7 separate regions of the Mus musculus genome follow, and all the other regions are linked to region 2. The links are chromatin contacts, called in public HiChIP or PLAC-seq, capture Hi-C and promoter capture Hi-C maps. All regions are on one chromosome and are shown on one strand. Each heading gives the region's core, a stretch centred on a gene start, on an enhancer-like site or on the middle of the called end of the contact. The rest is flanking DNA. Distances are from core to core; before and after follow the strand shown. Region 1 holds the start of Ift46 (intraflagellar transport 46). Region 2 holds the start of Upk2 (uroplakin 2). Region 3 holds the start of Atp5l (ATP synthase, H+ transporting, mitochondrial F0 complex, subunit G). Region 4 overlaps Kmt2a (lysine (K)-specific methyltransferase 2A). Region 5 holds the start of Tmem25 (transmembrane protein 25). Region 6 holds the start of Ube4a (ubiquitination factor E4A). Region 7 holds the start of Kmt2a (lysine (K)-specific methyltransferase 2A).

What was found. Promoter capture Hi-C pulls out the DNA fragments that hold promoters and counts their contacts. HiChIP or PLAC-seq counts read pairs in DNA pulled down with a chosen protein or histone mark. Capture Hi-C pulls out chosen DNA fragments and counts their contacts.
Region 1: a contact with region 2 is called in an H3K4me3 HiChIP or PLAC-seq map of bone marrow-derived macrophages, with 2.5 times the contacts expected there. The contact joins the promoter of Ift46 here to the promoter of Upk2 in region 2. A contact is called at or near these places in 5 of 39 promoter capture datasets (the HPC-7 cell line, cranial neural crest, embryonic stem cells and 2 more), 2 of 15 datasets of contacts at CTCF or cohesin (embryonic stem cells and large pre-B cells), 2 of 484 Hi-C or Micro-C datasets (bone marrow-derived macrophages and nephron progenitors), 12 of 115 datasets of contacts at active chromatin or transcription factors (the SCID.adh cell line, astrocytes, bone marrow-derived macrophages and 9 more) and 3 of 9 other capture datasets (adipose tissue, liver and macrophages).
Region 3: a promoter capture Hi-C map of pancreatic islet shows a contact between it and region 2. The contact joins the promoter of Atp5l here to the promoter of Upk2 in region 2. A contact is called at or near these places in 4 of 39 promoter capture datasets (the C10 cell line, embryonic stem cells, liver and 1 more), 1 of 115 datasets of contacts at active chromatin or transcription factors (bone marrow-derived macrophages) and 1 of 9 other capture datasets (pancreatic islet).
Region 4: a contact with region 2 is called in a promoter capture Hi-C map of liver, with 4 times the contacts expected there. The contact joins the enhancer-like site here to the promoter of Upk2 in region 2. A contact is called at or near these places in 9 of 39 promoter capture datasets (the 3T3-L1 cell line, the C10 cell line, the SN4741 cell line and 4 more), 1 of 15 datasets of contacts at CTCF or cohesin (large pre-B cells), 2 of 484 Hi-C or Micro-C datasets (gonadal supporting cells and uterus) and 2 of 9 other capture datasets (embryonic stem cells and liver).
Region 5: a contact with region 2 is called in a capture Hi-C map of embryonic stem cells, with 3 times the contacts expected there. The contact joins the promoter of Tmem25 here to the promoter of Upk2 in region 2. A contact is called at or near these places in 12 of 39 promoter capture datasets (the C10 cell line, the HPC-7 cell line, the SN4741 cell line and 8 more), 1 of 15 datasets of contacts at CTCF or cohesin (large pre-B cells), 1 of 484 Hi-C or Micro-C datasets (uterus), 1 of 115 datasets of contacts at active chromatin or transcription factors (embryonic stem cells) and 3 of 9 other capture datasets (adipose tissue, embryonic stem cells and liver).
Region 6: a promoter capture Hi-C map of stem cell-derived epiblast-like cells shows a contact between it and region 2, with 3 times the contacts expected there. The contact joins the promoter of Ube4a here to the promoter of Upk2 in region 2. A contact is called at or near these places in 8 of 39 promoter capture datasets (the 3T3-L1 cell line, 3T3-L1-derived adipocytes, cranial neural crest and 4 more), 2 of 484 Hi-C or Micro-C datasets (the G1E-ER4 cell line and cardiomyocytes) and 1 of 115 datasets of contacts at active chromatin or transcription factors (embryonic stem cells).
Region 7: a contact with region 2 is called in an H3K27ac HiChIP or PLAC-seq map of large pre-B cells, with 3 times the contacts expected there. The contact joins the promoter of Kmt2a here to the promoter of Upk2 in region 2. A contact is called at or near these places in 6 of 39 promoter capture datasets (the C10 cell line, the HPC-7 cell line, cranial neural crest and 3 more) and 1 of 115 datasets of contacts at active chromatin or transcription factors (large pre-B cells).

The regions. Positions count from the first base shown.
Region 1 is chr9:44,771,710-44,775,826 of GRCm38.p6, forward strand. Ift46 (intraflagellar transport 46) reads left to right here and starts at 1,300. Exons shown (of 12, transcript NM_023831.3): 1 at 1,300-1,464; 2 at 1,979-2,075.
Region 2 is chr9:44,452,415-44,456,328 of GRCm38.p6, forward strand. It overlaps Upk2 (uroplakin 2), which reads right to left and starts at 2,353. Exons shown (of 5, transcript NM_009476.2): 1 at 2,217-2,353; 2 at 1,648-1,779; 3 at 1,381-1,519; 4 at 1,069-1,139; 5 at 301-695. The coding sequence starts at 2,292. The coding sequence ends at 559.
Region 3 is chr9:44,918,166-44,922,131 of GRCm38.p6, forward strand. It overlaps Atp5l (ATP synthase, H+ transporting, mitochondrial F0 complex, subunit G), which reads right to left and starts at 2,577. Exons shown (of 3, transcript NM_013795.5): 1 at 2,445-2,577. The coding sequence starts at 2,496. Gm30934 (a long non-coding RNA gene) reads left to right here and starts at 2,562. Exons shown (of 2, transcript XR_379340.4): 1 at 2,562-2,952; 2 at 3,063-3,966.
Region 4 is chr9:44,814,304-44,818,001 of GRCm38.p6, forward strand. It overlaps Kmt2a (lysine (K)-specific methyltransferase 2A), which reads right to left. Exons shown (of 36, transcript NM_001357549.2): 28 at 3,403-3,483; 29 at 2,292-2,356; 30 at 272-442. Among named protein-coding and RNA genes, the nearest start is that of Ttc36, 13 kb to the left of the region's middle. Within about 2 kb of position 1,413, at least 5 of the 459 cell types and tissues checked have an H3K27ac peak or open chromatin away from gene starts, as enhancers often do. A contact at or near this core is called in liver, where this site is marked.
Region 5 is chr9:44,797,175-44,801,334 of GRCm38.p6, forward strand. It overlaps Tmem25 (transmembrane protein 25), which reads right to left and starts at 2,073. Exons shown (of 8, transcript NM_001357385.1): 1 at 1,490-2,073; 2 at 947-1,258. The coding sequence starts at 1,559. Ttc36 (tetratricopeptide repeat domain 36) reads right to left here. Exons shown (of 3, transcript NM_138951.1): 3 at 2,226-2,559. The coding sequence ends at 2,297.
Region 6 is chr9:44,964,002-44,967,950 of GRCm38.p6, forward strand. It overlaps Ube4a (ubiquitination factor E4A), which reads right to left and starts at 1,599. Exons shown (of 21, transcript NM_001346698.1): 1 at 1,484-1,599.
Region 7 is chr9:44,879,989-44,883,780 of GRCm38.p6, forward strand. Kmt2a (lysine (K)-specific methyltransferase 2A) reads right to left here and starts at 1,301. Exons shown (of 36, transcript NM_001357549.2): 1 at 861-1,301. The coding sequence starts at 1,286. Gm39326 (a long non-coding RNA gene) reads left to right here. Exons shown (of 4, transcript XR_870694.3): 2 at 1-2,715.

The DNA of each region.
Region 1 (4,117 bases), core at 50-2,549, 320 kb after region 2:
TGTGGCCTCCAGATAGGGTTTCTTTGTGTATAACCATGACTTTCCTGGAACTCGCTTTGTAGATGAGACTGGCCTAGAATTCAGAGATCCGTCTGCCTTTCCCTCCTCAGTGCTGGGATTAAAGGCATGTGCCACTGAAAGACCCACAACATGAGGACTCCCCCACGTTCTGACTCAGGAGAGGCGACACCCCAAAATCACCAACGAGAAAACGGTCTTGTTGCAAATTGCAAGAGGATTTTTATTCAAGAGTGCTCTCGGGCCCACGGTCATACACCACGCAGGGGTAGAGGACTGTGGCGCCCCGAGTAGCTGAGTAAGGGGGTATTTAAAGGAGAAAAACCACAACTCAAGGAGGTGGGAAGGGCGTTGTTGGAAAATACCAAAAATACCAGGTAAGAGTCACAAGGAAGTACAAAGTCACAGGTGTCACAAGGAATACCTGGTAATTGTTAACTCTCAAGACAGTTTCTAAGAGCCCCTAACAATAGCACATTTGCATTGCAGCTTCCGGTAATGGTCAGGGTGACTTTCTTTGAATGAATACTCCTTGAACTCAGGAAGTGGGTGGGTGGAGGAATGTCACTATCTGTTTTATGATTAGCATACCTTGGAGCACTGAGTTTACTACTCTTTCACCACCACGCCCAGCTGTGTTATTTTTTATTTTATTTTATTATTATTATTTTTTATCAATTTTGAAACTGGACCTCAATAGCCCAGGCTGGCCTCAAATTTACCAAGTTACTTACTGAGTCTGATCTTGAACTTCTAATCCTTCTACCTCCACCTCCAAAGCGCTAGGATAGCAGTTATGCACCAGCTTGCCTGACTCATAGTTTTCTTTAGCAAGTAAAAACACAGGACACAGATAAATCCTAATCTCAGATGAAGGAAGAGAAAGTATGCTCCTGTGACATAGGGTATCGCGAGGAAAAGGGCTATCGCGCCACAGAGATGCTATAAAAGGGCTTTTAAACATGCTTGGACTTTTCCTTGAAGAGTGTCTAAACTGTGGATTAGGCCTATCTAGGAGAGACTGTAGGCCAAATGAGCCTTGTCTTTGAGATGACAGTTTCTAGTTGGAGAAAAGAAATCCACTAGCCTGGCCTTCCACCTTTGGCCACTAGATGTCACAACCGACTCAGTTGCGGAAACCATAGATAAGCGGGCTGCTAGACCGCCTAGTGCCCGGGGCCGCTCTATCCCAGCGCCGCGTCTCTGCTTCCGCCACCACCGGCCGCAGCAGAGGGGCGGGGTGGCGGCGCAGTGGCGGGGCACGTCTCGCGATCGTTCCTTCAGACTCTCGCTTTGTTTTGATTTATTTATCTTTTTCCCTAACGACTGACAACAGGCGGCTTGTTGCACTTAGGGATCCTTGAAGTGGCTGGGCCTGAGAGTGAGACCCCAGTCCTCGGCTGGGGTTCTTTCCAAATAGAAGAAACGGATCCAGAGGGGCTACAGGTAATTGGTGCTCCCGCCAGCGTTCTTTGCTCTCTGCGCCCCACCAACTGCCCTGGATCCTTGACTCTCCGAGAACCCGGTGGGATCCTATCTTCAAAACGGGCGGAAGTAGAGGTGATGCTCTGAGGATTAGTGGATGGGGCCGAGGCTGGAATTTGCCTTCTCTCAGGACCATCCTGTCCCATCCCCATACCCTCCACCTCTGGCAGAAGCCTCAACAGCTGTGCGAAAACTGACCAAACCTGAGACGGACGGCCGGCCGCAGTCTGGCTGTGCATGCTGTGCTTCCCTGCCTGCATCTTATGTAGAGCTTTTGGGTTGCTGCTGGGAAGGGTTGGATACCGTTTTCCACTGCACTTCTCTTGGCACCCAGCCAATGCTAGCTAAATAATGCTCTTGGGTCAGGAAACTTTCCTTTGGGGGAAAGCTTGGATCGGGGTGAATGCATCTCTGCACCGAGGCTGGATGTATATCCCATGATAGGAGCTATGTAATCGTATTTCCTTTTGCTTAGACCAAAATTGTTGAGAACCAGACATACGATGAGCGTCTAGAGATTAACGACTCGGAAGAGGTTGCCAGTATTAGCACTCCAACCCCAGGACAGCAAGGTAAGAGAAGATGAGAGACAAAAAAAAGGGAGGTGATTTTCAAACAAGTGGCGCAGATAGGATTCAGGTTGTATTCAGCAAGCTCTTAGCAAGTGTTGACCTCCTGCTTTAACTTGGCGCTGATTTTGCTTTCTCACTAGTTGAGGGAGAAACCAGTCCATCAGATTTTGGGATCTTTGAGTGCAAACTTATCCCCTGTCATTTTTAACTCGCTGTTACTGCTAGTAGATTCTGGCACAGGTTCGCTGTGTTTTGGGTTTTTTTAATTTTTTAATTTAATTTAATTTAAATTTAATTTAATTTAATTTTTAAATTACTATTTTAGAAATGTTTATGTGTATGTATGTTATTTGCTTGCATGTTTTTCTGTGAACCACCTGCCTGCCTGGTGCCCTCAGAGACCAGAAGAGGATGTTGTCAGATCTCCTTGAACTGGAGTTACACATGGTAATGAGCTGCTCTAGTGTGGGTGCTGGGAACTGAACCCTGGGTCCTCTGGAAGATCAGCCAGTGCTCTCAATCGTTGAGCCATCTCTCCAGCCTGGCTCACTGTGCTTTTGTTTCTAACAATTCATTAAGATGCTTCATCACTTGCCCTTAACTTGCCATCCCAGCTTTAATCGAAACAGAGTTTTATCAGAAGACTTGATGCCATTCATTTATTCACCTAACCTTTTTTTCTTTCTTTCTTTCTTTTTTTTTTTTTGTTTTTTTTGTTTTTTTGAGACAGGGTTCCTCTGCATAGCCCTGGCTGTCCTGGAACTCACTTTGTAGACCAGGCTGGTCTCGAACTCAGAAATCCGCCTGCCTCTGCCTCCCAAGTGCTGGGGTTAATGGCGTGCGCCACCACGCCCAGCCCTCACCTAACCTTTTTTGGTTTTGTTTTGTTTTTCTTTTTTTGAGACAGGGTTTCTCTGTATAGTCCTGGCTGCCCTGTAATTCATTCTAGACAAGGCTGGTCTCCAACTCAGAGATGTGCCTGCCTCTGCCTCCCCATTGCTGAGAGTGAAGGTGTGCACCAGTATTCTCAGCTCACCTAACATGTTTGAATGCTTGCTATGTGCCATGTTAGCACAACAGCAAACAAAAGACACATCCCTGCCAACCTGACACTTGGAATCTTAGAAGAAAGATGGCCGGTGACTAGACAGTCTTCATGAAGAATGTCATGTGTGCAGGATGGAGGCAAATGGTTTACTGCTATGAAGCATAATGGTGGTGGGTGGGGATCGATTTGTGGCCAGGGAAGACTCAAGAGGAAAGACCAGTGCCTGGTGAGAGGGCAGTGTGTTATGGTCTGATCAGAAGGGAGGCGAGAGGCTTATCAAGCAGAAGTCCAGAGGCTGTTGCTGTCACATGGAGAATTTATTGGAGGGTTCTCAGGTGAGATTGGGGTGGTGAGTGAAAGTACTGTGGCAGTGGCTGGGTTGCCATGGTAATGGCTTGGACTGTGGCACGGATAGAGACATGGCACAGATACAGCATAGATTGCCCTTACAGAATCATTAAGGCTTGCTCCTGCGTTAGATTTGAGTCCTCAGTTGGGGATGACTGTTGTTTACTGTGGTAAAATACACATGGTGTAGAATGCTATTTTAGCACTTCAAGTGTAAGGTTAAATGGCTTTGAGGACATTTACATTTTGTGATAACCGTCACCACTGGCTTAGTTATTTCTCTATTGCTGTGATAAGACACCTTGGCCAAGGCAAGTTATAGGAGAAAGTTTATCTGGGGCTTACAGTTTCAGGGGATTAGAATCCACGGTAGCTGAGAAAAATCATGGCAGCAGGAACAGCTGAGAGTTTATATCTTTAGACAACAACCATGAAGCGTAGAGAGCTGAATGGGAACGGCATGGGGTTTTGAAACCTCAAAGCCCGTCTCCAGTGATACAGCTTCTCCAACAAGACCACACTCCCCTAACCTTTCCCAAACAGCTCTACCAACTGCTGACCAAACGTTCAAACATATGAGCTTCCGGGTTTGTTCTCATTTAAAACACTACTAGAACTTCCTCATCATTAAACAGTAACTACTGCC
Region 2 (3,914 bases), core at 1,103-3,602:
CTTCCCTAGTTCTGTCAGCTTCCCAGTCACCCTCACATGGTGATCCAGCTTCTACCCCCTGCCCAACTCAGACTCCTGCTTGGGTCATCTACTGAGTGCAGGATGCAAAACCCAAGCCCTAGGTCTGGGGCTTGGAGGGCTTTCATTATCTCTGCCTCTGCTTGCCTCCCTCCTGGGAAAAGTCACCCTTGGGGTTTGGGGATAGAGAGAATGACATGCACGTGACCTTGACATTGGTACTTTTGATATGTGCATAAGAGGACCAGCTAAAGGGGTGACTCACATAGACATGGTCGGAGATGAGACATACTACGTGGGTCAGCCTTTATTGTGAGAATTAAGTACAGTTAAGAGATAAATCAGTGTTGGCAGGATTGCAGTGGGGCTAGCAGGGAGTGCTGCAAGGTGAGACAGGGAGCAGGGAGGGGGCACTGTCAGGAGTGGACTCGAGGAGGGGGCGGGGAGAGGGAAGAAAAGCCACTGAGAAGCCAGTGACTACAGCCTGGCAGGAGGCAGGCTGGACTTCTTGGAGGAGCCTGGGATGCAGGAGAGCCCTTCTCATTTGCGGGCACCCAGTGCCAGGGCAACAATAAGACCCACGACCAACAGGAACATGGCCACAGACAGCAGCACTGTGATGACCACCATCCCTCCTGTCCGGGCCATTCCTAACCCAATAGACTCCATGTTTTTTCCTGTCAGAAGAAGATGGGAGAACCTCTGTGAGTTGAAGGGGTTCCTAGGTAGCTCCTGTGGTTCACAGCTTAGCCCAGCCATCCAAGTAGCCGCCAGCATCAGTTCAACTGGTCATCCAGCCAACCAGTCAAGCAAACATAGACCCCCCTCACAGCAACACTTAGGAGCCACCAAGGAGGACATCATCCCTCTGCACAAGGAACCTCTAGTGCAGAGATGATTGAACAGGACAGGAGGTGGCCATACCAAATACTGGGGGGTTGGGGCGGGGGAGAGAGAGCGACTGAGCGCTCAGAAAACAGTTTATCTAACTTGCTCTAGGAGAAAAAAGTCGGAGCTTAGGGAAGTGTGAGAGACGGGCATTTTACTTACGAGGAAGCGTGGACATGGGAGTCTCTGGACTGGACTCGGTGGATGTCCCCTTCTGTACTCGGTAGGATATGCTTTAGAGGCAGGAGTTGAGAGAAAGCAGAGATTGTACGTATCTGGCACTCGGGAGGAGGGGTTCCAGCCTCCACCTTCTAGCTATGTGTCCCATCTGGGCCCTCCTGGGGTCCAGGTTCACATTTCCTACCCTTTAGCTGTGCCCTCTCTAACTCATGCTTCCTGGCACTTCCCCACCCTCACGGGACCTCCACTTCCCTTTTTTGCATCCCACCTCCACAGGTGTCCATCGGTACCTACTAGTATTTGGTTCCTGGTGTTAGGTTTGTCACCTGATATGCGCTGAGCCTTGTGACGGTGTAGCCAGACCCACTGTCCACCACGCTCACAAGCTCCCTGCGCCCGCGACATGGAGGCACCACAAAGTCTGACTTAACCACTGAGGGGAAATAGGAGTGAAAGGCAAGATCAGATTTCTAGCAGTCCACTCTTGTAGAACGGGCAGCTCTTGGGTATCGTTAAGAGGGGTTACGACGAGTAGAATAAATGGGTACAAGGGAGGTCTACCTTTGCTGTCGTTGGCTCTCCGGACCATCAATGTGGCATTACCTCCCGTGAGGTGACATGGGGGCAAGGCAATTAACAGGCTTTCTGTTAGCGCCGGAGACAGCAGACCAGAGAGGCTTGAGATGTTGAAGTCTGTTAGGGAGCCGAGAGGGAACTCAGGAGTTAGCCCCCTCTTAACTCAGAGCTGGCGGGGTGGGTGGGTGGTCATTGCTAAGGGTGCAGAGACAGAAGAGGAGCGTGTGGATCTGACCACCAGATGGCAGGCTTGAGCTGCAGATGGTGGGTACGCCGCGCTGTTTGGGAGCCAGACTAGACCATGGCACCCAGACTAGACCATGGCACCCAGTCAGTCCCCAGTCTCGCCCAACTCACACAAACCTTGGACACTTACCCAAATTTCTTGACTCCTGGATCTGGAAGAAGCCCAGGAATTTGTCACCTGATCCCTACCACTAGTAACTCTCAACCCCAACCAGCTAGACCAACATTCTGTCCTTGAGAGCCCTGGGGAGACAATGCTCCCTGTCTAGCGCTCTGAAACCCTCCTCGCTCCCACCAGCAATAGAGACCTGCAGTCCCCGGAGCCAGGACAGCCAGCAGAATCAGGATCAGGGGCAAGGTCTGGACAGGCAGTGTGGATGCCATACTGCGCTGGGAACTGGATCCTGGAACAGGTGCTGACAGGCTGGGGTTTCCTGGGGCCAATGAGGCCCTGCCCCAGGATAGCTGATTTTGTCTCGGAGTGGGAGGGGCTGCTGGGAATCCAGTCCAACTTGCCCCTTGGGCACTGTAGCCTCAGGGAGGGGCCCCAGACAGGTTTTTCAGGCTGGGGAGCTGGCCCTCGGGCCTAAAGGGGGATGCTCTGGCTGGGTCCTGGCAGCTTAGTTAGCTGCAGGGGAGTATGGCTCTTTCTGGAACTCCCGCGACTGAAGGACAGAGTTCCTCTGTCTGAGTGTCTGCCTCCTGGACTGTAGAGGGTGCTGTCTCCAAGGAGGTAGGCGTTTTCCTAGGAGAGCCATGAGTTCTAAAATTGCCCTGGTGTGTAGGTGTAGGAAAAGCCCCAAGGGTTGAAAGGGCTTTGGCTAGTAAGGATGGGAGAGGAGGGGGTTGGTTAGGTAGGGTGGGGATAGCAGAGCCTGAGATCCAATTCTAGTATTTAACTGAGGCCTAAGAAACTGCGACTCTGGGAGAAGCGGAGGGTATCAGTGTGAGCCTTCAGATTTCTCCAGAAGGTGGAGACAAGGGAAGTTAGTGAAGGCTTCCAGGTAAACGCAGGTCCAGTCCAGCAAGGCTAGTGGGCAGTGGAGTAGATACAAACAGACTTGGACAGCAAGCGGTTGTGCAACGGGTAGCGAGTAAAGCAGGAAAACCTTAGGAAACAAGACCAGGGGCTGGGCGATGGTGGCGAATGCCTTTAATCCCAGCACTTGGGAGGAAGGTGGATTTCTGAGTTTGAGGCCAGCCTGGTCTACAGAGTGAGTTCCAGGACAGCTAGGGCTACAAAGAGAAACCTTATGTTAAAAAAAAAAAAAAAAAAAAGCAAAAACAAAAACAAAGCAAAAAGTAGCAACAACAAAACCCTTCAAGACAAAAACAATCCTGTAACCAGGAGCAGAGGAGGTGGAGGGCTGGGGTGTGGCTCAGCGGTGGACTGTGTGCAGGTCGCTCTGGGGTTCGATGCCTGGGACAACAGTTGGGGAAGAAACACCATCAGCAGCCACAGCTCCTCTGGTTCTCTCCTGCCCCAGGCTAACTGGGAGAACTGATGGAGGTTCTCCAGCCATGGACGAGTGACGTGGCCCCACTCAGTCACCTCTCCTCTAGACGCTGGCCAGGGGGCTCTGCATGCCCTCCTGAAAGGCACTGCTTTTTATAGATGCAGAACCTGAGACTCAGGTTGTCACTGCAAAGTGGCTGCAGGGGTGTGGGTGTCTCAGCTAGGTGAACTCGATAGGACCTGAGCTCAGACCGTCAGGGTCTGCTCCAGGAACCACCCATTTTCCCCAACCCCAGAGAAAGGTCCTAGTGGAAAAGTGGGGGCCACTGAAGGGCTGATGGGGTTCTGTCCTTTCCCCCATGCTGGGTGGACTTAAAGTCTGCAATGTGTGTAGGGGGTAGAAGACAACAGAACCTGGGGGCTCCGGCTGGGAGCAGGAGGAACTCTCACCAGACGATCTCCAAATTTACTGTGCAATGGACGATCAGGAAACTGGTTCAGATGTAGCTTCTGATACAGTGGGTCTGAGGTAAAACCCGAAACTTAATTT
Region 3 (3,966 bases), core at 1,327-3,826, 470 kb after region 2:
CTGTGGTTCTTGCTCTTTTTTTCCTTTTCTTTTCTTTTCTTTTTTTTTTTTTTTTTCTGAGACAGGGTTTCTCTGTGTAGCCCTGGCTGTCCTGGAACTCACTCTGTAGACCAGGCTGGCCTCGAACTCGGAAATCTGCCTGCCTCTGCCTCCCCAGTGCTGGGATTAGAGGCGTGCGCCTGGCGGTTCTTGTTCTTTTTTTTGTTTTCTTTTAAAGATTGATTTATTTTCTATGAATACACATCGGATCCCATTATAGATGGCTGTGAGCCACTATGTCACTGCTGGGAATTGAACTCAGGACCTCTGGAAGAGCAGTCAGTGCTCTTAACCACTGAGCCATCTCTCCAGCCCCTGTGGTTCTTGTTCTTAAAATCCCTAATTCCAGGCTAATCATTAGAGAAACCCAAGATAACCAGTTTGGAGAACATTCTTCAAAATATCCAGGCAGACACCTCCAAGTGGCCAAATCATGAAAGTAGAGATCAGATATAAGAAAGGGGAGATTGCAGACACAAGAAACTAGTTCTAAGGTAATATCCTATATTTGTAGACTCAAAATATATGAATGGAAAAGCGGGTGAAACATAAGTAAAATTTATAGCTTAGTTAAGGGAAAAGAAAAACAAAACAAAAAAATAGACTTTCACCTTTCTGGGGGAACTATGATAATAATTACTGACTTCTTTCTCTAGCTACATGCCCTAGGGAACTGAAAGATCTAGTCAGTAGTCAGTATCAAATACTTTAACATTCACACTTAATACACCAGCCTGGGCTGGAGAGATGGCTGCTCTTCCAAAGGTCCTGAGTTCAATCCCCAGCAATCACATGGTGGCTCACAACCATCCGTAATAGGATCTGACGCCCTCTTCTGGTGTGTCTGGAGACAGCTATAGTGTACTCACATACATAAATAAATAAATCTTAAAAAAAAAAAAGCCCCAGCCTATGCTGCAGAGCACAGTCTACGTAACCTTCTGTTCCCTCAGAGCCCTCAGGTCTCAGTACTTCTGGCAGAACAAGTTATCTTACAGTTACAACAGTGGAAAGGTTTTATGTTGTTTCTTGACCAAAGTTTACCTTGATAATGTCTTTCATTTTGGATTTCATCAATAAAATCAGTTTTAAATTTCTGAATACAAGCTACCTAAAAGATGCAAAAGTCATACGGCCGGAAAAATACTCTCTACGAAATATTAAAAATAGCACCTCAAACCATCAAAGTCCAAACGTCAAAGCCTTTTGGTTGTATTGGTGTAAAAATTGTAGTACGTTGCTTCAGATCACCTAATGATTTTTTACTAAGGAAATTCTTTGGAAAACAGCTATTGGCAGCCTCAGGTTCCATAGGAAGGAATCCAGTATTTATAGACTCTGGCTGGCACTTTAAGGGTTTAAATAGCTCACTAGCTGGTGATGAAGGGGAGAAAAAAAAGAATTACTAAATATGCAAACAGGTTGGAAAGCTCAAAATTACAAGTTTTTAAAATTCCACCTCAGAGGGCTGGAGAGATGGCTCAGCGGATAAGAGCACTGGCTGCTCTTCCAGAGGTGCTGAGTTCAATTCCCAGCAACCACATGGTGACTCACAACCATCTGTAATGGGATCCAATGGCCTTCTCTGGTGTGTCTGAAAACAGCTAGTGTACTCACATAAGTAAAATAAATAAATCTTTGAAAAAAAATCCACCTTCAATTCACATTTCATAACCAAATTTGAACATTTGGAAATAGGACCTTCAACCACTTAATACAATACAGAAAAGAAGAAATTGTAAACTTAATCTCCTGCTTCAAAAATACAGTAATTTTCTACTCAGAAGAGAACTGTATCGATTGAACATACTGCTCAGGCTTATAACTACTCAGTGTTTATCTGAGAGACCGCGGTCTATCAGAATTTTCAAACAAAACAACCTCACGAATGCCAAGCCAAGGTTCTGAAGACGACTGCTGACAGGCGTCGCTTTCTGTGCTGACTGGGGAGGGGATATTCACCCCTACGTTCCAAATTCCCTTCATCGGACGCAGAATTCTCTAGGCTCTAACCAGGATGGTAAGCAAACATAACTTTCAAAGATCTCTCACCCGTCTTTAAAATTTCTGATGGCTTTCAAATACTTCGCTGAGACGCAGACCAGCTATGAGGTCTGATGTGTGACCTCTCTCTCCCCTGTTACCGACCTCCCTTCCCAACTCTCCCGGCACGGTAAGGGGGCATCACGGCGTTCGCGGCGGAGTGAGGCCGGGCAGAGTTACACGACCCACTCGCTCCCCGGCCGAGCTAGGACCCTGCAGCTTGTGAGCTCTAAGCAGCCGCGGGCAGGCCAGGCGAGGCTGCGGCCTTACAGTGGCCTCCTGGAAGCCCTCCCGACGCCCACGGCCCCTTGGTGCCGCAGCACAATCCCTCCCCTCGCGAGCCTCTCCCGGGCTGCGCTCACCGGCTACCATCGACGGTGCCTTCTCCGCGAAGTTACGGATGAACTTGGCCATGGTCTAAGGTGGAAGGTACGTCTCCCCGAACCGCCGGCTGAATGTCACCCCCGGAAGGACCCGCGGCAGGACCCCTTCCCCATTTCCAAGGTCAGGCTGCCCCTCTCTGTGCCTGTTCAAAACATATAGGTATTGATTCCCTGTTTGTGGCATCTCATTAGTCAGTTTACTTTGTTCACTCCAAGTAAAAACCTAGATATAAAAAAAAATGAGGCGCGATAACACGTGAAGAATCCTGAGATTCCTCAGGGAGCAGGCATTACTTGGGACAGCTATTCATGTTGGTCCGGAAGATCGGTGAAGTGGGGGAAATGCGCATGCGTTATTGGTTTTCTTGGCTTGATCGCCACATTAGCTTGCGGCAGTTTTATAGCTTTTCAGAAAACATGGAAAACGAGGCTGGAGGGCTTCATAAGATGCTTGTGGGCCTATACGTTCGCTTTAAAGGCATAGCAGGTCTGAGGTCAAATAGGAGCTTTAAGGGGCCACATAGGCGTTACATTATGTGACTCACCCATTCACCGACTTCTTTAATTGACTTTTTATAATTCCGTTTTCCTCCGCAGCCAGTATCAGAATTGGGATCCAATCCGGTTTTTCAAACAAGCCAGTAGGAGCTGTGCGGACAAGAGGAAGAAAGTCATGTGTGTTGAGGGTGTTGCACTGTGCCAGGCATTTTGTAATTTGGTGGAAGCATGCTTTGGGCATTATCCCCTTAGAGACCAAGATTCCTAAATAGTCATAGAAGGAGTCAGTTGCAAGATAAATACGCAAAGGAACATAAGGTTAAGCGTGGTGCTGATCTGGGAAGGCGTAGAGATTCTTGGTGTATAAGAAAATATACAAATTCCAAAGGCTGTAACTTTGACATTATGAATGAAAACAACAAAAACAAACCAGGAAACCCAAAAACTATGTAGGAAAGTAACATTTGATGAGGAGAACAAGTTCTGGAAAAGCCCAATCTTTAGAAGAAAAACTGAGGGGCTGGAGAGATGGCTCAGCATTATGAGCACTGACTGCGCTTAGGTTAGGAGTTCAAATCCCAACAACCACATGGTGGCTCACAACCATCTGTGATGAGATCTGATGCCCTCTTCTGGTGTGTCTGAAGACAGCGACAGTGTACTTACATATAATAATAAATACATCTTTTAAAACAAAACAAAAAAAAACCTGAAGTAAAATTCATGGGGTGGTTAGAAAAGTTAGAAGTGGGATCAAGGAATCAGTGAGGGAGAGACATGCTGCCTTAGACAGTGAAGTCAAATTAAAGCAGGAAAGATAACCTGAAACCCACATTATACCAGCATACAGGAGCCTGAAGATTGGAAGTTACAGGCCAGTCTGGACCGAGGTAAGACAGGCCAGCTAATTATGAGTATGAACATCTGTGACATTAACTAGAAAAGGTTTCAAACCCTTAGAAACCAGATTGCAGCAATGAAGAAATATGGAAGCAAGAGAATA
Region 4 (3,698 bases), core at 163-2,662, 360 kb after region 2:
CTGTACGAGGCAGACGAGGTGGAGCTGGCAGTCATCGAGCAGACAGCCAGGAGCACTGCAGAAAGCATGTGGGAGAATCCACAGAAGAGAGATGGCACCGCAGGAGGTACCGAGAAGAGCTGAGAGAGCAGCTCTCAGTGTGTACCACACAACCTGCAGCTCTTAGCACTTGTCAAGAATGATCGTGGTTCTTCAACAAGGCAAGCTTTTCCTGAGCACAGGAGGAACCGCAGCAGGGCCTGATGGAAGGCTGACCTAACAAGCCACTCACCTTCAATACTTTCCGCACAGATCTGAAAGCCATCATCACTTGAAATTTCAAAAACGAGTCCTTTCTTGGGCTTCCTCTCAGTAATGCTTTCTTTCCTCTTTTGTTCTTGCTGGAGCCAGAGCATCAGAGGAGAGCTGAAACCACTCTCTTCTTCTTCCATTGCTTTAGGTTCTACAATGGAAAAAAGGTTTTGCTAAAGCCAGTGTGCACCAAGTGCTATGTGCAGAATGATCTACACCAGCAGTTCTCAACCTGTGGGTCCCAAAGGACCCTTTCACAGGGCTCTCAAGACCACTGCAAAAACACAGATATGTGCATTACTATTCACAACAGTAGCAAAACTACCGCTATGACCACAGCCATGAAGGTCACAACACTAGGAAGGTTGGGAAAGACTTGCTCTACAAGCACCACCTCCATTTGTAAGAACATGCTGTATCCAGTGCTATCCCAATTCACCAGTAAGACCACTGAGGCTCAAGAACTTGCCCTGGGTACTAAAATGGTGTGTGTGTGTCTCTGTGTGTGTGCGCGCGCGTGCACTGGTGCATTTAATAGACTTCGTTTTTGTAGCAGAGCTTCTGGTATGACAATGTGGTCATTTTTCCATACATAACTACTCCTAATAGGAGCCAAACCAAAGCAAACACAAATCCCCTTCCCTATGTGTGAAGCTTGATTATGCCTCAGATACTCTTCTAGAACTTCACCCACAGTATCTCATGGAATCCTAACAACTACTAAGGTAGGTGTTATTATTGACTCTTTTTGCGATAATGGCTCAGCCCGTAGCCAGCATGGCTTGCTGTGAAGGCTATGCTGCCTGTCTCTGCTTCCCAAGTACTGCAGCTATACCAAGCCCAGCTGGACTCCCTTTTAAAGGTAAGAGAACCGAGCCAGGTATGGTGATGCCTGCCTGTAACCCTACTATTCTGAGGCCGAGGGAGGATGGTCACTGCTAGCCTGGGCTACCCTAAAGTTCTAGGTCAACGAGGACAAGACAGTGAGACCTCATTCAAAGCAATGAGTGAGTGAATAAATACGTGAACAAAACATGGGGAAACTGAAGCAGGCCAAGTAAAAGCCATGTTTACCCACACAGCAAAGTAAACATGAGGTTTGAACCTAACTGATTCTGGAGACTACTCAGCTACCATGCCTGCCTGCAATGAGGCCTTGGGCTTGAGGAACTGGCCAGGCAGCAGGGTACAGTAACAGCCCAAATCCCAAGCCTAAGCCTTTCTCTTCTGGGAAGTCATGTTTGAAGATCATTTATTTAGTCAATCTGTTTGCTTTCCTAAGACAAGAGCTCATTCTGAGGTCAAGGTTGGCTTGGACTTTACTATGTAGTATAGCCCAGGTTGGCTTCAAACTCGTGCCAACCTTCTTGCCTCTGTCTCCTGAGCCACGTGCTCAGGTTCTGTGGGTACTATACTAATTGTAAAGTGGCCAAACTACACCAGGCCACACATGCAGAGCTGTGGGTGCATGTGGGTCTAGAATCAAATCCCAAACACCTAAGAGAGTGCTACGGTTTCCAGAAGGGAATTTACCCCGAGGTGCCATCAGATATAAGAAACACCTCCAAAGACAACTAAATGTTATCACCAGCTACCTAAAATGTCACAGTCCTTAAATTTAGTTTAGCAAGAAGATCTGACCTTGACAATGACACACACACAACTGAAGACCGCTGGGACCCTATGACTGCACATCACAGCTCAGCTCTTGAGACTGAGTCTGCTTTTCTCCCATCTAGACTATCAGGAGTTAATGCAGGCGATTCTCTGTGGTTTAGGCTGTGGTGTAGCACAGTATGCCCTCGAGCCTACTATGTCATGTAGCACAGGCTGCCCTCAAGCCACTATGCAACTCAGTCTCACCTTGAACTCGCAATTCTGTCTTAGCTTTCCAAGTGCTGGGGTTACAAGTGTGCACCGCCATGCTCAGCGCACATGATTTTTACATAGTTCTTCTGGCTTTAGAGTTCTCTACTATAACCTATTAATCAACCACATACCTGCATTTTCTTGCTCATTGGCTGGATTCTGTGTTGCCTGGACCTCTGGAAGAGCAGCCACTGGTCTGAATGAAAATACAACCAGACGTGAGAGGCAAGGCCAGCTGTTTTTCAACTCGAAGATAAAAACAACTGTTCATAATCTGCCATATACCCCATCAGTTATTTAAAACAACTACCAAGAACATAAGCATAAAGCACTTTAAAGTTTGTTATTTATTATTGGGGTGTATGTATGCCCAGGTGTTGAACAGTTCCTTCCACTGTGAGATTCAGGAATCAGCGGATTTTTAAATGTTTAGTGTGTGTAGGTGTCCTGTGACTGTGTGGGTGCCCACAGCAGCTGGGGATGCACTAGATCCGAGCACGGATCGTTAGATCTGTTAGCTGGAGATGTAACTAGATTGATCCTGTTAGAACTGGAAGCATCCTAATTACTTTGCCATTTCTCCAGCCTTAAGACCATCCTTTATGAAATTTCTTCCCAAATGTTGGCAAAAAGTAGCTGATTGCGTCTGTGGACTCTATCGCTGAAATTCTCCTCCTGATCTTACAGTAGAAAAACTACAAAGCCACTTCTCAGTGCTATACAATTTAAGTTAGGTGGCTTAACTGAGAACACAGCTCAGCTGCACCAGCCAGTATACCCTCTATTTTCACTTTTTCCAGTTTAATAACTCCCGAAACAGTCCAAGTACATACTACTAATATGTATGAAGCCAACTACGTAATGTAGATCATACAACAGCACTAGAAGCAGCAAAGAGACACTTGGAACACAGCATGCATGCATGTCAGCCCAGGGAGTTATATAAACCAATTAAGTGCAAAAACAAAAACAGTGAGTATGCAAGCATCCATGTAATATAAAAGTACGTTCACGTTTACAAAGAGTACACATAGAAATATCTGCAGAATAAAATCAAACTATGGGGCTGGAGAGATGGCTCAGTGGCTAAGAGGTTAGCCTGCCTAAGCTTCCCCAGTTCTGGGATTCAAAACATCCATACCATGTGATGCCTGTCAAGAACATGCTTGACAACAAACCCAATGCAAGTAGGCTTCAGGAGGAAGCCTATCTACACGTGGTAACCAGTCATCTGCAGCTCACCCTGCCGGCTGCCCACACTCCTTCTGCGATGGCTGCTCCACTCCAGCTGCATCCTGCTGCTCCCTGTTCGCTCTAGGAGTCCTACAAGAAAGAACTGGATCTTTTCAAGCCACTATCAGCAAAGACACATTGGACAGATAAAGTTCAAAAGCCTGCAACAGTAACTATGGTCACAGAAGCTAGTAAGGGGCACAGGGAAAGGGAAGCGTCCTCTATGCTTTATATATGGTATACTTCCAATGAGCTGTTAAAACAGAGAGGGCTCCATGACACTCCACAGTAGGAGCCCTCGTCCC
Region 5 (4,160 bases), core at 823-3,322, 340 kb after region 2:
ATCTATATATCTATATCTATATATAAGGTTTTGCCAGGCAGTGATGGTACACTGTTTTGGTTTGGTTTGGTTTGGTTTTGGTTTTTCGAGACAGGGTTTCTTTGTGTAGCCCTGGCTGTCCTGAATCTCACTTTGTAGACCATGCTGGCCTCGAACTCAGAAATCCGCCTGCCTCTGCCTCCCGAGTACTGGGATTAAAGGCATGCACCACCACACCCGGCGATGGTACACATTTTTAATTCCAGTGCTGCTCAGGAGGCACAGGCAGGAGGATCTCTGTGAGTTCAAGGTCTACAAAGCTTCTAGGTTCACAAAATTTCCAGGGCAGTCAGGACTTTTATATAGAGAAACCCTGTCTTGAAAAACCAGAATAAGAAAAAAGAATAGAAAACTACTGGGGATGTGGCTCAGTGGAAGCAGAGGCAGGGGGATTTCCAGTTTGGGGCTGCTCTTGGATAAATAGTAAGACTGTCTAAAATTTTAAAACCTGGGCTGGGAATATAGCTCAGTTGGTAGAGTGCTTGCCGATCATGAGAAAGGTCCTGGGTTCGGTCCTCATACCACATACCCTATGGTCTCTGCACTGGGGAGGCAGAAGCAAGAAGATCAGAAGCTCAAAGTCACCCCTGGAAAAAGTCTCAAAGCATAAAAATAAAAAGAGTAGAGAGCCAGACAAAGGTCTAAATTTGCATCCTGGACCTACTTCTTAATTGTTGGGCAATTAAATCTCAAAATGTTGGGCAGCTGCTTAACTTGTGCCTCAATTTCTCATTTGTAAAATAGGGATGAAAATAGAAATTCTCTCATATCGTGTTTATGAATGTCCTGTTAAAGCTAAATGTGTCATGCGTATGAGTAATCTCAGCACTCTAGAGGCCGAGGCAGGGGATTGGCAAGTTTGAGTCCAGCCTAGGCAATGTAGTAAGACTGTCTCAGGGATACTTACATTGCACATTGAGGATGACAGAGGCATTGGCTGGCCGGCCACTCCCTGGGTCCTGCAGGGAGCAGTTAAGCTCATGTTGGGAGCGCTGGGCAGTAACAGTGAAAGTGCTGGTTCCTCCAGAGAAGGCGTCCCCACCCACACTCAGCAGTCGGGAGGTGGTGGCCTCCTGTAGCTGTCCATCCAGGTACCAGGCTAATCGGGGAGTGGCAGAACCTCCTGCAACCCGACAGGTGAAGGCATGGTGCTCATTCTCCCTAAGCGCTCTCTCAGCCCAGGTCTGACCATCAATTTGCGGCGCCAGCTCCCCTTGACCTGGAACACAGCAGGCAGCCGCTGGGAGGCACTTGGAGAGACCACAGTGAGGTTCAGTTACAGAGAGGCAGCAGGCCAAGAGACAGGGCAGCTGGTTTCTCTGACCAGGATCTGCATAGACTTATGGTAGGGAAGTAGGGATAGGGGAACCCAGCCCTGGAGACTGGAGTGGGTATCGTGAGAGGAGATGCAAGCAAGGAGGGTTTGGCCAAAGGATGAACTGGGGTATACCTGAACTTAAGAGGGCAGGAAGGAGCAGCAGTGTGTGCCGGAGGGTAGCTTGGCTTAGAGGCAATTCCATGGTGATCAGGGACCGGCCTCCAGGCTGCTGAGAGAAGAGTACCAGCCATGTAGGCCTAACAATTCCTGCAATAATTTACCATGCACTGATGTAGACTGGCCCACAGTGGCCAAGACACCGGCACAAATAGACACAATCAGCAAGACCCAAAGGAAGAGACCCTATGGCAACACTTCGTCTCTGTGCGGGCATAGAGGCCAGCACTGACAGTAGATGACCACAGACAGACAGACAGACAGACAGACATGCACAGGCGCCCTTCCCCTTCCCCCCCAAACGATCGTCCTTCTCTTGACCCGGTTCACTCCTCGCTGGCCTTGGCTCTCCCTCCCATATCTCGCCATGCACCGCTTTTCCAATCTCGGCTGCTCAGGTGGACTTGGGCCTAGCAAGAGAGCGTCGCGGATCCGAGGGTCGCTGGAGCATCCTGCTTTCGGGTCAGCTCACCTGGCTCCCTCCCAGAGTGAGCCCCAGCAATTGCTCAAGAAGGCTGAGCACCGCAGTCCGCTGCAAGGGCGGGGCCCGCGCCAGGCAGGACCAATCGCTGCCCGAGCAAGGGCAGGTGGCCGTTCCAGCCCCGCCCTGTCCCGCCTCCTCCCTACCCCCGCCAAGGCCTCCACCGTGAGGCTGGTTAGTAAGCAGGCGGACACAGAGCAGACGCAGTCCGAGAGTCCCGGAAGTTTTATTGGGTCCTGGTTGGGTCAGGGTCCCCCTCTCCATCATTCGGCCGGCCACGCTCAGCGCCCGTTGCTGGGCGCGCGCAGCTGCCCCATCATGTCGGCCAGCATGCGGTTGCACAGCGCGGCGTACGGGTTGAGCAGCACTAGCTGGCGCCGTGCGAACGGGCTGCCCAGTCGCGCAGCCTTCTCGAAGTCCCTGCGGGCGTCGTCGTCCCGGCCCTGAAATCTCGCCAGTAGCCCGCTCTGCACGAAGCTCTGGCGGGCGGCGCGACCCCGGCCGCCGCTCAATGTCACCGCGCGCTCCAAGTCCTCCAGGGCGCCTGCGGGCGGACAGGGAGAGGGCGGCGCAGGTCAGCCGGGTGTGGGCAACCGAGCCCCCGCCCACCTGCCGAGCAGAGCAGCCCATCCCCTCCTTCGTGCAGCAGACTTTTGAACCACGAGGGATTATTTCTAACCCGAGATGAAGGGTTGCTACAATTGGCTTGTGGGCCGCCCACGGGCAGAGCTGAGATCAAAGTCCAAGGCTCTCCTTGGCCTTGTTCCTGGTATGTCCTAACATTAATGCACCCAAACGTGAATGTTTTCTAGAGGATCTGGCCACTGTGTTAGTGAATCCATCAATTATCAAATAGTCGTAGTTCACACAAGTGGAGCCTAGCACCTACTGTGTGTTTGGTGGCCCACTTTGAACCCTAGAGTTCAAGAAATCTCATTAGCTAACAGAACTGTTTCCTCTTTTCCAATGCAGACTACGAAAGCGGCACGTTCCCCATTTTTCTCCTTCATTATCTCCACGGTCTTCATTACTCTGTATCTTATTTCATTGGAAGAAGGTCGTGGAGCCAGAGCTGGCTGCACTGTTTTATTTTCGTGATTCTCAGAGGAACGTACTTGGATTGAGTTTCAGAACTCATCCCGGAACCTCAGGCAGCCAGCTTAGGGTTTCTGTTAGGTCCACGGGCTGCTTTCTTTGGACCCTGCCTCTATTCATAGTCTCCAGTTTCCTAAAGAGGCTGCCAGGGCCCTTGCATTGCTCAGCACCATCGTGGAGAAAGGCTGAGTTTCCCTCAGAGGTCCAGGTTGGGACTGCAGACTGAGCAGCTCTGGGACCAGCTCAGTTTCCCTCTTCACAGCTAGTCTGCAGGAATCCAAGCCTCTACAAGTGGAGTTACCTCTGCATCTCCAGGCTTTCCATCTGTAGGTTGTCAACAACAACCTATGGCAGACAAGCCTCCTGTCATTAGGATGAGGTCCAAATTCTCCAGTTTAGGTTCTAGGAACACCCCACCAGCTAGTCTTACCTATGGCCTGGTCTCCAACTCCTAGTCCTATTCCCTCTATCCTATGATCCCCATTCCAGCTACAGAAACTGAATACACCAGGTTTGATCCAGATACCTTCCCTGCCCAGGCCAAATCCCTGAGTGACAACCACCTTCTCATCTGACACTTGTAGTTTGTCACTCCTGGATCTCGGTCCACCTCCGCAGGGCTCAGCTTTCCACCCATCCCTGGGGCCCGCTCCACCCTGGAGAGTGCAAGCTTCCCAGACGGATGGATGCATTCTCTCTAGGCCCCTGGCGTCTGAATTGACACATTGCTCATCTTTCAGAACTTGCCCTTCAGGAACAGGTCCCCATGCCGCTTCCTCTCAGATTTGCCTGCTGTTACCTAATGATGAGCCCCCTGGAGAGTAGTCTCATGGTTTTTAGAGCCCTGCCACCTGGGTTCCTATTCTAGCTCAGCCACTTCTTGGCTGGAGGATGACGAGGAAGCTACTCAACCTCTGTATTCTTCCTTTTCTTCGACTTTATGATGAAATGACAATACATACCCTCTGGGGTGGGGGGTCATAAGGATTGTTACTACAACCTTGTGGTGTGCATAATGCCTAGTTCCCAGTAACTGCTAGACAAACATTT
Region 6 (3,949 bases), core at 349-2,848, 510 kb after region 2:
ACTACAGCTCTTGGGGATCCAATACCCTTTACTTTTGTGGGCAGCTGCACACATATGGCATGCATATATACAGAAACACATATGGAGACATAAGCAAAACTAAAAAAATTATCTTTAAAAAGAAACAGTAATAGTAATAATAAACCCAAATTCCTTGTTTTCAGTTGCCACACAGAAACACATCCACTTTCTTGATAGCTTTTGGGATGGCACAACTACCAGCCCCCCCAAGGCTTTTGGATTTGATTCATTTTTAGTAAGTAACTTCACTTTACATACCTGCTGCAAAAGTCTACATCTCTAGGAAGTGTCAACCATTGGACCCATACAATTCTCTCATTTTCTCCTGACTCAAGCTTCTACTTATATAGAGTGCTGCTAATCCTTTAAGGCCACTACTGGCTCCTGAGAGCATACAGATATTTTAAGATCATGTCCAATCCAGTTTTAAAGTAGAACTATTGGTAACACTGAAAAACAGATTGCTATAGCCAAGTTCTATGGCTAAGGTGGGGTTGGGTGTAGCTCTGTTCTAGAGCACTTAGTATGCACCAGGGCTTAGTTTATAACCCCAGCAACTCCCTACCCCAAGCCCAAATTACACTGTATTAAATTGTACTCCATAAAGTCTCTATTTTGGAATTTAAAAATGTTCCCAAAGTAACATGTCTACCTGGAAATACCTTCAGTGTTACATTAGGTGTCGTAACAAAAATCCTTGCAATACGTTTATCTGCAAGCTAGGATCTCATCAAGTGAAGCACATACACGTCCGAAAACAAAAAAAGAACACAACACAACAAACAAAACCGTCTCTAACAAACCCTGGCATTTCATCTTGGGCCCCATTTTATGTCTCTGGGACCAAAAAAGTCAATGACATTGAGACTTAACCCATTCTTGCTCTAGGAGACAAAAAAGAATCCTAAAAGGAACAATACTAAACACAAAACGTCTGACTCTATGGTCAATCTGAGAAATGTTTTCTCGACCAAGAAAAACTCGAGCAGAATCCAAAGAGCTACAGCTGGGAAGCCGTCACTCGCTTTAAAAGTCAACCTCTTGCTACACGCACCCTACTGGTTTGATTGCTATGAGTCGAGCTTCATTTTGTCTCCTTGGCATCTGGCACTGTCGTTCACTCTTCGTATTTTATCCTTTGGGGTTCAGTAACATTCATAGGCAGCAGGGAGACCCACCCACCCTGCGCAGGTCCTAGATAAAATAAGTCAAAAGACAGCCACAGCCCACACTCGGGCCTTTCCTAGCAGGGACTTGGCAAAGAAGAAGGGAATGTGCAGAGCCACCGGACGCCGGAGCACCGTAAGGGTTTCCAGATTAGACAGGGTCGAAGTTCAAGACGGACCCGGGTCAGGCAAGCAGTTGAGAACAGCAGGCATGCAGGGGCCTTGACTGGCAATTGCTTAGGAGAAAACCGGGTCGCAGCCTCAACACTCTCGTCCTCTTATACCTTGCCTCTTACCGGAGCCTGAAAGGGCAGGGACGACGACACCTCACAGCTACAGCGACCAAAAGGTTCTTACTTCCGACTCAGCAAGGCAACCGGAGCTGACATCATCGCTGAGCGCCGAGCCTGTTGGGTCTTTACCCCGCGCCGGAAGTAGGGCGGTGTCGGGCTTCGCTAATGACAGAGAAAACACCGAGGAGGCGCATGCGCACGTTTGCTGGCAGCTAGCGAGGGTGGGGGGCGGGCCGGAAGTGGCTTTGGGATTGGGCTAGGCAGCAGGGCGGGGCGGGGCAGGGTTGGCTATGACTGCGTGCTTTGAAGTTTTGTGGAATATGAAGCTAGACCTTGGAAATCCATCTCTTGAGGGCAGATACACTATTGTGGTGTCGGGCTCTGCACAGACTGTGACTTTTTGCTTTTTACGCTCCCTTCTGTCCTATGGCTTTTTGGAGCCGTTTCACTCGTTGTGGCTTAGAAGCAGTAACAATACCAACAAGGACAATGTATAAGACGTTTTGAGCAGGTATTAGGTGCCAGGCAGCGCGCTATTTTGGGTTGGTCTTAGATTTATCTATACAATGCTAACAGTATACAGCCTACAAGTCTGGTTAATTTTTAGTTTTTAATTTTGAAAAATATTTATGAGCATTGATTGGTGTTTTGCCTGTATGTATGTCTGTGTGAGGGTGTCAGATTCCCTGGATATGGAGTTACAGACAGTTGTGAGCTGCAATGTGGGTGCTAGGAATTGAATCTGGGTCGTCTGAGCCATTTCTCCAGCCTTGGTTCTTAGTTTTAGTAAGGAAAATGAAAATTAAAACTGTAGTGAGTGGGACACCGTGGGGCATGCTGTAATTCTAGCACTTGGTACATAGAGACAGGAGAATTGAGCATCCGAAGTCATCCTCTGCTATTCAGTGAGTTTGGACTAACCTAGGGTTACTTCAAACCAACCATCCAACCAACCAAAACCCTACCCTATTCTGAGATACCCCTTAAAAAAAATTATATTGGCACAGCTCAATACCTCAGCAAGAGATTGGTAGCATACATGCATAGGAGTACCAGGCACTTCTTTGCTGTACTTGATAGTGTATATCTATATAACTGCTATGAAGTGAGATTTAGTTTAATAAAATTACATGTTCAGATATTTTTCAATGATATCTTTTATTCTTATTTGTTACTAATACTTTACATATATTCTAAGTGACATTTATTGTTAAAGCTAGACCAAATCCCTAACAATGACCTACAAATAATGAGACAGGAGACAATCTTGTCTTAGACATGACCTCCCAAATGCAACAAAATCTATAAAATGGAATTTATCAAAAAGACTTTTGCATTTCAAAAGTCACCATTAAGAAAGTGAGGTTGGGGCAAAGATTAATATTATGTGTTGTGTAAAAAGCCATTGCTCTGAGCTGAAGAGATGACTCAGCGGTTAAGAGCACCGCCTTACTTTCCAAAGGAGGCAGGGTTCAGATTTCAGCATGCACCTAGCAGCTAGAATCACTAACTCCACTCTCAGGGATACAATGCCCTCTTCTGGCCTCCATTGGCTCTGCATGCCCATTGTGCAAAGATAGACCAACAGCCCTAACACCCATATACACAAAATAAAAATAATACAAAATAAATGTTAATGTGGCTATATTGAAGTAGTGACAAATATTGTTGAAAATTCAAGATTCATAAAAACAAAAAGCTGTCATGTCAGTAGGGATGTAAAACGATGCTGTTAGTTTAGAAAAGAATTTGGCTGTTTCTTTAAGAGCTAAAAGTGAATTTGCCATATGATCTTCATTCCTAGGTCTTTACTCCAGAGAAATGAAATTATAGTTGCATAAAGAGCCTTGCACGCTGGGCTGTGGTGGTGTAAGCCTTTAATTCCAGCCCTTGGAGACAGGGCAGATGGATCTCTGTGAGTTTGGGGCCAGCCTCATATACAGAGAGAGTTCCAGGACAGCTAGGGCTACACAGAGAAACTGAGTCTTGAAAAAACCAAAATAAAAACAAAATAGAACATTTCAAAAGAATCCTCATTGCAGCAGTGCTTATAATAGCCGAGAAGTGAAACCATCATGTGTCCTTTGACTGGGGAATGGACAAGCAGTGGACTGCCCATGAAATGGCTTTTCAGCAAGAAGAAACAAAATACACATATACTTGGAGTTCAAGGCTAGATAGATAGCAGGACCTGTGGGAAGCCACATATGCCATTACAAGGTGACGCTGGCTACCACTGGCCACCACGCATACGGTTGGGTAAACAACCAATGTGTACATATGCAATAACGTTTTTTGCCAAGACACTGCCTGGCCCGGGCATGATAATGAGGTTCTGTGAGGTACTGAGAGTATAACCAATCAGGTGTGAGGCATGCAAATGAGGTAGAATGCATAACCAATCCGGGTGTGAGACACGCCTCTCCTAGGCCTATATAAGCAGCACCAGTGCTGGGCTTGGGGTTTCGC
Region 7 (3,792 bases), core at 51-2,550, 430 kb after region 2:
AGGGGAACACTGGACCATTTTCCCTCGAACACACCTCTGGTCCTTCCTCTAAAGGAGGGAAAGGGGTGGAGTTGGAGGTAAATCCCTGACACCAGCAGCCTAGGAAACGTAGCCCTGGAAGATGAGGAAAGAGACAACGCTGGGGAGAGCACTGTTATCTTCGCAGGAGAGATGAGAACGACAAGGTAGAGAGAAAGCTTTCCCCGAGGGGTAGGGCGGAACGAGGAGGCCTGGTGTGCAGGAGGTGGGAGTGGGCTGGTGGTAGAGGTGAGACAAGGGGGAGTGACTGGCAAGGTGAAGACCTGGCTGGGGAGGGAGGGAGGGTTGGTCAGGTTTTCAGAAGCAAGGTGCAGGAAGGGACCTGGATTTCCCAAGGGCCAGGATAAGAACCTGGCTCTGGATGAAGCCACCACCCGAGAGATGTCCAAGGGGGAAGACTGCCCTAGGAGTAACACATCTGCCCAGGGAAGGAGGCGGAGATGTGGCGGGATCAGGTCTCTGGCAGAGGGAGGGAGGAATCTGGCTCGGATGAGGTAATCTGTGAAAGGGAGGAGGGGTTCAGTCCCGGGATGGGAAACCCCCGCAAGGGGGTCTGTGCCAAGGGATTTGGGGAAGGGTCCAGGGGAAGAAGGCGGGACGGGGGCTAAAGGCCCTCAACTAGAAGGGTCTGAGCCCTCGGGTAAGGGCGCCTGGGGGTCTGCAGCCCATAACGGGGGTCCTGAGATGGGAGGGCCATTTGCCCCACGTTAGGGACCCCAGGATGTTTCCAGAATTGGGATGCTCCTCAGACCTGCATGGGGGAGGGGAGGGGTTCTTCAGAGGGTCGAGACCCCGGACCTTGGGGTTCCTCGCCCCCTTACCTCTCCGCTGCCGCCTCCCCCGCCGCTCTCCCCAAACACTGCCCGGAACCGGCGCAGGTTGGTGCCGATGGCGGCCGAGACCTGCAGCGCCGCGTCGAAGCCCGGGCCCACCCGGAGCAGGGCCGGCCCTGAGGAGGCTGAGGACGATGACGAAGACGAAGACGAGGCGGACGACGAAGAGGCTGCTGAGGCGGCGGCCGCTCCCCCTGGAACCCCAGCCCCGCTGCTTCCCGCCGCCGCCGCCGCCACCGCCGGGGGGGAGGGGGGCGCCCCGGGGCCGCCACCGCCGGCCTGGGGCCCGGGGGGAAGCAGCAAGGCCGGGACGCGTTGCCGCGGGGCGCCCCCTAGGCCCCGGCGCCCCCCGCCGCCGCCGCCCCCGGTGGTCCCGGGTCGGGCGGGGAAGCGCCACCGACAGCTGTGCGCCATGTTCGCCCCGTAAGTGAAGCAGCGAGAGGGAGAGGCGACAACACAGGGGGGCGGGGAGGCGGAGGGGGGGGAGCGGCGGGCCCCGGAACCTGCCTAACCCGCCTGGCGCCGCCCAGATGGCCGTACCCCGCGGCCCGCTATGCCGAGCGCCGGGTGGCGCCCGCCTGCCCTGCAATCTGCATATGAGCCTCTGGCCTCCGCCTCCGCCGCCCGGAGGCCGCTGCTCTATGCCGAGCCCCGGGCCCGGCTCCTCCCGCCCGGCAACCTGGATAAGTGCATGCCCCGCCCTCCGGGAGCGGCAGCGCCAGGGAAGATGAGGGGGGGAAGGAAGCCCTGGAGCCCGGAGCGGAGGCGGGTTCCGGGGAGAGGGGGGAGGGGGCGAGGGCGGCGGGAGGATGGAGGCGGAGGGAGCGGGTGGCCCGCAGCCGAGAGAGCCGAGAAGCCGATTACACACGTTCCCGGGACGCGCAGGGACTTGAGCGGCCCAGGAGAACCGCTTCCAGTGCGGCGCGGCTGCTGGGTCCCCGGAGGAGCGAGCCTTCTCCGCCGCTTTGGAGAGCGGCGGGCTTAGCCCTTATGGAACGCTTCTAGAATCCAGAAAGCTCCATTGTACTCCATGCAAAACCCAAGCGTCGCCCAATTGATTCTATGCAAAATGGCAAGGCTCTCGGCGAACGCGCCTTAAAAAAATAAAATCCAATAAAAGAGGAGCCCCTCCCATCTTCACGCTTGGAGCTCTTTCCAAAATCCACACAACCGTGTGGTCGGCCTCTGCCACCTCCTCGCTCCACTGTGCGCTGGAGGGAGGTGAGGGGCTTCTGGTTTCCGTGCCCTTCTCCGGAGTTGGGGTGTGTTTTCCCAGTCCAGGCGTTGGAGCCACAGCGTGCGCTCCGCAAACGACCTGGCGTTACAACGGAGCTGAAACTGGGTGGCTAACGGACAGGGCCTGGAGGGAAGAGGCGGGCAAAGGCGCCCCGCCCCTTCTTCCTCCGCTTCCAGCCTGCCGCTGCATGCAAAGCAGACCCTAATGTATGCACACGGAGGGAGGGGGCTCGCCAGCACATTTCTCATGATTGGGAGGGGGGGGGTTTGAAGCCCGGCGTAGGGCATTATGATACACAGGGTTAGCAAGCCGAGAGGGAGGGAAGAGGGGTAGGGCAGTGCCGGGGGTTGATGGTGGGGTGAATATCCACGGGATTTACTTTATTGCAGGAAATGGGAGACGGCGCCTCCAGCGAGGCGTTAGAAGCCTGCGGGGATGGAAAAGCCAAGGAGGGAGGGAGAGATTGCTGCCCGAAGAATTTGCCTTGGCTGAGGCTTAGGGATCGATACACTGCCTGCAGACCCGGAGCAGCCTCCATCTCCCCCAACCCCCAGCCGAGGTGGAGTTCGCAGGAAGGTCATGCAGCCGTCCAGGTCTCCCGCACCGGTACCCGGCGCTGCTCTAACCAGGACCTCCCCGGGTGGCAGATTTGGGAACGACAGGGTGGTTCATAGTAAGGCAGGTAGCAACCAGCTCCAGCCCACTGGAGGGTGTACTGCACGCCTCCAGAGGTCCACGGCCTCCTGGTGCTGAAAAATCTACGTCCTTCCTACGGAGAGACGTCTGTGCCTGAGGAGAAAATGGGGAGGGGGGGGGGGGAGCGAGGAAAGGAACAGAGAAGGGGAGGAGACATAGTCAAGCCCCAACTCCCCAAACTCGTCCGGGATCGATCATCGTTCCAACCACGCAGGATGGAGCCCAGATGGTTTGCAAAACGCACATTCACACTACGCACGCACAACCAGATTCCGTTGTTGCTTCTCGTGGCTTACTAGGCGCCGAGAGGATGGGAGCTGCGAAAGGGTATTAAACAGCAGCCCCAAGACTCTGCTTAGGACATAACACACCCCATTGTGGACGGTTTCTCTATTGCAATGTATTTTTGCGTTAGGCTCTGGGGTTTTGCTTCAGTATAGCTGCTCTGATCAGTTACAGATTGGCGACCACGTGGATTCCCTCAAGCATCCTGATTTGTTCCCTCTCTCACTCTCTCTCGTTTATTTTTCTTTTGTATTTGCCGCCCCCCTTCTTTAATATGCATAACGGCCTTCAGAGGTAGTAGGCAGGGGACTGAGTGACAGGCTTTATATAACTGTGTCAACAGGATTTCTTCCCGCCCTCCACCTTTGAGAAAACAAACCCGTTAGATTCTGCGTAACCCTCTCCCTACAAGCACACTTGATTTAGCACAGGTGGGAGGTCTGCAGGGTGGGTGGCAGCAGCAAGAATGGAGAATATTTGCAGGCTGTGAAGACATGAGCCTGGGAAGTCGGGGAGAACTCCTTGGAAAATTATCTAGTCGCTCTCTCTCAGGCTGATGCAAAGCGACCTGGTATAGATTAGAATTTGTTTTGTGGCTGGATGTTTTCGAGCAGAAATAACTAGCTCTTATTGAGTACTTTCTTTTTTTTTTTTTTTTAAAGATTTATTTATTTATTATATGTAAGTACACTGTAGCTGTCT